2 separate regions of the Mus musculus genome follow, and region 1 is linked to region 2. A link is a contact called in public promoter capture Hi-C data. All regions are on one chromosome and are shown on one strand. Each heading gives the region's core, a stretch centred on a gene start, on an enhancer-like site or on the middle of the called end of the contact. The rest is flanking DNA. Distances are from core to core; before and after follow the strand shown.

Region 1 (3,076 bases), core at 192-2,691, 120 kb after region 2:
GGTTTAACTATCTAGTTCTGCTCTGTCTGGCAGACCTAATTACACAGCACAGGGGCTGAGGACTGGCTCTCAGTGCAGTGCTTACCACACAAGCATAAGGTCCCAAGCGTAGACCCCGGCCACCCTGAGAAGGCTGAGGGTGGAGGGCATCTAGACTCCCAGCAGTGTGACGGAGGTGGAGACAGGAGGATAGCTGGAGCAGGCTGGCCACCAGCCTATGTGAATCTACAGGGTCAGTGAGAGTCTGGCTCAGCAGGTGGAGGTACCTGCTACACAAGCCACCAATGCATGAGTGGAGGGGGAATTGACTCAACAAAGTTGTCCTGTTACCACCACATGCACGCTGTGGCACAGGTGCCAACACACATACATCGTATGCATGCCAGGGCACTAATAATAATAATAATAATAATAAATTTAAAATAAAGAGATGATATATAGAGATTGAGACAGCTAATGTTATCCTCAGTCTGACCTCAAAACACACACACACACACACACACACACACACACACACACACCATTGGTACATCAGAAACAAAGTAATGAAAGGCTCTGTCTGGGTAGATGGTTGTTGATGCACATTAAGAAAGTTTGCTCTGAAGCGATTACTTGGGGGTGTGAAACTTGAGCTTGAGCCTGGCTTAGCCAAGGCCCTGGCTTGATCTGTAGCTGTGGGGGCAGGGGAGGGGGGGACAGGGTTGGTCCCCTCTCTTTAAGGAATTGCAAGTAGTTAATAGTTGCTAGGGAAAGGAAGAGACATTTTCTTTAGTGTTGCCACTTTGTCAGTGGCCCATGTTTCTGTGAGTAAATACCTCCTAACTTCTGCTCCTTTGAGGAACCCAAATGAAACTCAGTAAGGGGGTGGGGCAGGGGAGGGGGAGGGGCACGGACATGAAAGTCGAAGGGGCTGGTTGGAAGAGAAGAGATTAGCAGGAGTAGGTGAGAGGCTGAGAGGGTCATGGGAGGTAAATATGATCAACATGCACTGCATATATGCATGAAAATGCCATGTTACATATAATACACACATATATAATACATATTTTATATAACATGTATAATATACCCTTTTAATACACATGTATATACTAACACATATATACTTTATAAAAAACATTTTTGAAAAGTTACTGGCATGTCATGTATGTAAAACAAGCATTAAAAAAAGTGCTGTGTCTGAAGCCTCCCCTATTCAAAGTCCCGCCAAGGTCTGTCGCTGGAAAGCTTAGAGGAGAGCTAAATCTACCAGCACACTGTCTCTAAGAGCTCTAAACCACTCACACAGAAAAAACGAGTAGGGTGCCAAGGTCGATGTGTGACACAGAAAAGCCATTAGCCAGACACGAGTCAGCCTGGCTGGGCTCGGAGCAAGTGCTTCCTGCTCAGAGGCAATGGATCTGGGCAAGGCAGGGGCGGCTGATTCACCGTGGCCGACGGGACCCAGCTGCCCGGCCTCATTGATCATTCCAGTGGCTCCTCCATGGGCCAGCCCAGGGCAGACACCAGCCTTAGCTCACTATGACGGCATCGGTCTCGGGGTTGGAAAATAACCGGAACATGCAGAAGGTGCCAGGACACACAAGCCCAGACTCAGAGATGGACCAAGGCTGTCTGTTCCTTCCTTTCCTCCCAAGAAAACCAGACCCCGTCTGCTGGCATGGCCATCAGACTCAGAGGACCATCCAGAAGTCCTCTGTTATTGTTTTATTATCAAGTCCCGAGTTTGCCCCTCAGACATGAGTAGCTAACAGTATCTCAGTTGTAGGGAGGGACAGGTAGTTCTTGAAACACCTAAAAATGCCACACGCAGAGGCTGAGAGGTAGCTTAGCAGTTAAGTGCACTTTCTGCCTTTCCATAGGACACAAGTTCAGTTCCCAGCACACACAACTGGTGGTTGACAACCACATATATAACTCCAGCCCCAAGGGATCTGATGTCCCCTACTAACCTGCGGCACATCTGGGTTCATCTCAGACCTTTGACATTTTGATTGTAGAGGCAGGGGCTGGGAAGTTGAGTTATAGGGGGCACACTAAGGACAATCCTTCTTAATATAGTGAGAGTACTCAGGGGGACTTTTGGGAACCAAACAGTATCAGGCTATCAGATTTCCTCCTTATGAGACTTGCTTCTTCTTCCACACCCATGCCCAGATCACTATTTCCAGCCCAATTTGAATGTTGGATGAAGGCACTAGAGCAGAGGGTTCTGATGGTATCAGGGTCGAAGAACCGGTCTCAGCTTAGCTTTACTGACCACCAATTAGTTGAGGTTCTGAGTGAGCAATCTAATTGACAGTGACCCTAGATAATTAAGCTGTAGAATGTGCCTAGAGAAACCAAGATGTTACTAGTTCCCGCTGTCCTAACTATAGGACTGAGTGCCTTGGGGGCTATTTAAGGGCTCAACCCCAAGCCTTAATTAAAAGGGGATGGGTGTAGGTCCAGGCCTGGTAGTTCCTGGCTGTAATCCAAGTACAAGGGAAGTTGAGCATGCCTGATAGTTTTATCAGCTTGACACAAAGTCACAAGAGAGGAGGAGGGAACCTCAGTTAAGAAATTGCCTCCAAGGCTAGAGAGAGGGCTCAGCTGTTAAGAGCACTGGCTTTTTGCAGAGGTTCTGAGTTCAATTCCCAGCACATGGTGGCTCACAACCATCCATAATGGAGTCTGTTTCTCTTTTCTGGTGTGCATGGAAACAGAGCATTCATATACATTAAAACAAATAAATACAATCTTAAAAAAAACAAAAAAACTATACCTCCATAATATTGGGCTATAGGCAAGTCTGTAGAGCATTTTCTTAATTAGTGATTAATCAGGAGGGCCCAGCCTATTGGGGGTGGTACCATCCTTGGACTGGTGGTCCTGAGTTCTCTAAGAAGGTAGACTAAGCAAGCATGATGAGCAAGCCTATAAGCAGCATCCCTCCATGGCCTCTGTTCAGCTCTTGCCTCCAGGTTCCTGCTCTCTTTGAATTCCTGCTCTCACTTCCTTGGATGATGAACAGAGATAGGGAACTGTGAGCCAGACAATCACTTTCCTCTCCCACTCGCTTTTGGTCCCGATGCTT
Region 2 (2,911 bases), core at 198-2,697:
CCATCTTGCTGGCCCCCAACCCTCTTTTTGGAAGGGCAGGTTTGGAATGTTTTACTTCTATAAGCAGAGTGAAGACCTCCTTTTAAAATTTCTGAAAAGCCCTCAGTCTCATTCTGGTGCTAGAGAAACCTAGCTGAGAGCTTTGCCTCTTGCCCATCAAGGTGGCAGATTTTGGGACTCTCTGGGTGCCTGTCCTTTGTGTAATCAATGCAGGCCTATTGCTCTTTGACTAGCCTTGTGATAGTTCCTAGAAGATGGTAACAAGGGAACCATGAGCTCTGAGAAGTAAAGTTGAGAAGACAGGACAGATATTAATTCGAGGATATTCCCCAGTGACCTATCTCTGGTCGTGGAGAGTCTTCCTGACAGCAGAGTGCATGAAAATGTCCTGTGGTTGTGGAACCTAACAATCCAAGCGGGGATGGGCACCTGGGCAAACCAGGAAGAAGCGCTTACTCTTCAGTAGGTGCAGAGCTGGGAAAATGGAAACATGAGACTAAATGAACCCTGTAGCCCGGCAGACCAAGCCTTTTAAACCTGTGGCCTGAGTTACCAGCACTGCCTTCACCCATTCTGTTCAATGTAGCCTTTCACTTTAAGATAGGATAGCGGAGGGCATCAGCTGCTGCTCTGGAAACGGAGGGCATGTGTGGAATAAGGGTGGGGGGAAAAAAAGACCAAAATACAATGTAGGGTACATCTAGGACAAATAACGTGACTTAGGACAACAGACACACACAGTTGGCTCTATCCTAAGTCACTGGTTGGGCGTGCTCACTTCTATTTATAGCCAAGGACACAGGCCACCTAATGACTGATTCGGGGGAGGCAGGGGACTCATGTCCACACAGCTGTAGTGCTGAGCACCCAGGGAGGGTGGTCCATCCATCATGGTACCAAGCAAACCTTGTTCTTATTTACTGACAAGGTGCAGAACTTGTTTAAAATCTTTTGAATGACATTAAAAACAAACAAACAAACAAACAAAAAAACCTCAAAGAATCCAAAAAGCCAGAGCAGTATTTTCCATTAGAGTTGTCCAGTCACATATGCCTCCCTCCATCTGTCCTTGACATCTTAGAGAACCTGTATGTCTCTGATGAGGGTCTGTTTCAAATGTTTCCTGCATCAAGGGACTGTTACTAAATAAGGTGCTTCTATCAGATAATGTTGAAGTTTGAGGTAACTCAGGATGGGTGTGAAATCCACCCCGCAGAGAACAATGGAGCCCCGAGTGTCGGTAAGACAAGCATCAAGCATGCCGAGGTCCTACTTGGTCAATAGTTCTATGGTTATTTCAGACCGAGCTCCTATAATTACATCTTTATTAGGCTCACCAGACAGAGCTATTTCCAATACAGGAAGTGGTGGCCTACGCTTTGTTGTTGTCCTTCTAGGTTACACGTGAAGCTGGGTGGACTGAAAGCCAAGTCGAGGTGTTACGAAACTATTCTCCGAGTTATTTTGGGCCATCGGACTTACCGTACCACTCATCAACCCACGCAAAGGCCTGTCTGTGTCCAATCAGCAAGATGTCTCGGACCACCTGAAGAGTGAGAAAAGGAGGTTGAGATAATACCAGGTGTGACCAAGAACATTTGGGGGTTGAGGGGCTAGGGGCATGGCTCAGTGGGTAAAGTGCTGCCTGTTTAAGCATAAGGGACTGAATTTGGATTTTTAGCACCCATGTAAAAATTAGATGTTTTAATGTATGCATGTCCTGTAACCACAGTGCTGGGGGGAGTGGAAATGGAGGTTCACCAGAGCTTTCTGGCCTATCAGGTAACCCCAAGTTTAGTGAGAGAGCTTGTCTCAAAACATAAACTGGGGTCAGGGAGCCAGGTCAGAGGGCAAAGGTGACTCCTGGAAGCCTGCCTGAGTTCACTATCTGGGTCACAGTTGGTAGACAAGGTGGAGGGAGAGAACAGATCCTGAAAGTTGTCCTCTGACCTCCCCATGTGTCAAATGTCCTTCTCTGCAATCAAATGTCCTCCTCTCCCCCTAAATAGGTAAACAAAGGTTAAAGACGTAGTAAAATAATTTAGGAGAAAATTTAAAAATCTGAAGAGAGACAGAGAGAGACAAGGATGTTGGCCTCTGGTCTCCATAAGAGCATGACCCGGCAAGTGCATCCCCTCTTCCATATATCATCATCATCATCATCATAATAGTGATAAAATAAAATAATATTTCTTATTTCATCTCTCTCTTTTTTTTTACATTAAAATTTTTATTTTTTTTCATTTTTTGGTTTTTCGAGACAGGGTTTCTCTGTATAGCCCTGGCTGTCCTGGAACTCACTTTGTAGACCAGGCTGGCCTCAAACTCAGAAATCTACCCGCCTCTGCATCCCAAGTGCTGGGATTAAAGGCGTGCGCACCACCACGCCCGGCTATTTCATCTCTTTCTTAAAGATCTATTTATTTTTATGTGTGTAAGTGCAGGGCTTGCACGTATGTATGTGCACCATGCAGAATCTGAGGAAGTCAAAAGAGGCTGTCAGGTCCTTCGGAACTAGAGTTGGAAGCTACCACGTGGGTGCTGGGAACCAAATCTGGTTTGCAGTAGGAGCAGCCAGTGAGTGCTCTTAACCCCTGAGTTGTCTCTCTAGCCCCAATCTCTTTCAATAATCATCCATTGTTTTTCCTTTTTATTACATGAAATCAAGCCGTGATGGTTTGTATATGTTTGGCCCAGGGAGTGGCACTATTAGAAGATGTGGCCCTATTGGAATAGGTGTGTCACTGTGGGTGTGGGCTTTAAGATTCCCATTTTAGCTGCCTGGAAGCCAGTATTCTGCTAGCAGCCTTCAGATGAAGACGTAGAACTCTTAGCTCTGCCTGTACCATGCCTGCCTAGATGCTGCCATGCTCCCACCTTAATGATGATGGACTGAACCTCTGAACCTGTA

What was found. Capture Hi-C pulls out chosen DNA fragments and counts their contacts.
Region 1: a promoter capture Hi-C map of liver shows a contact between it and region 2. The contact joins two enhancer-like sites. A contact is called at or near these places in 4 of 39 promoter capture datasets (the HPC-7 cell line, cranial neural crest, hippocampal neurons and 1 more), 6 of 484 Hi-C or Micro-C datasets (cardiomyocytes, embryonic stem cells, liver and 3 more), 1 of 115 datasets of contacts at active chromatin or transcription factors (heart atrium) and 2 of 9 other capture datasets (adipose tissue and liver).

Annotation. Positions count from the first base shown.
Region 1 is chr11:107,340,095-107,343,170 of GRCm38.p6, forward strand. All of the region lies in intron 1 of Pitpnc1 (phosphatidylinositol transfer protein, cytoplasmic 1), which reads right to left. All of the region lies in intron 2 of Gm11716 (predicted gene 11716), which reads left to right. Among named protein-coding and RNA genes, the nearest start is that of Gm11716, 5.7 kb to the left of the region's middle. Within about 2 kb of position 1,442, at least 106 of the 459 cell types and tissues checked have an H3K27ac peak or open chromatin away from gene starts, as enhancers often do. A contact at or near this core is called in cardiomyocytes, heart atrium and liver, where this site is marked.
Region 2 is chr11:107,224,749-107,227,659 of GRCm38.p6, forward strand. Pitpnc1 (phosphatidylinositol transfer protein, cytoplasmic 1) reads right to left here. Exons shown (of 9, transcript NM_001359616.1): 8 at 1,483-1,546. Among named protein-coding and RNA genes, the nearest start is that of Nol11, 37 kb to the left of the region's middle. Within about 2 kb of position 1,448, at least 10 of the 459 cell types and tissues checked have an H3K27ac peak or open chromatin away from gene starts, as enhancers often do. A contact at or near this core is called in cardiomyocytes, heart atrium and liver, where this site is marked.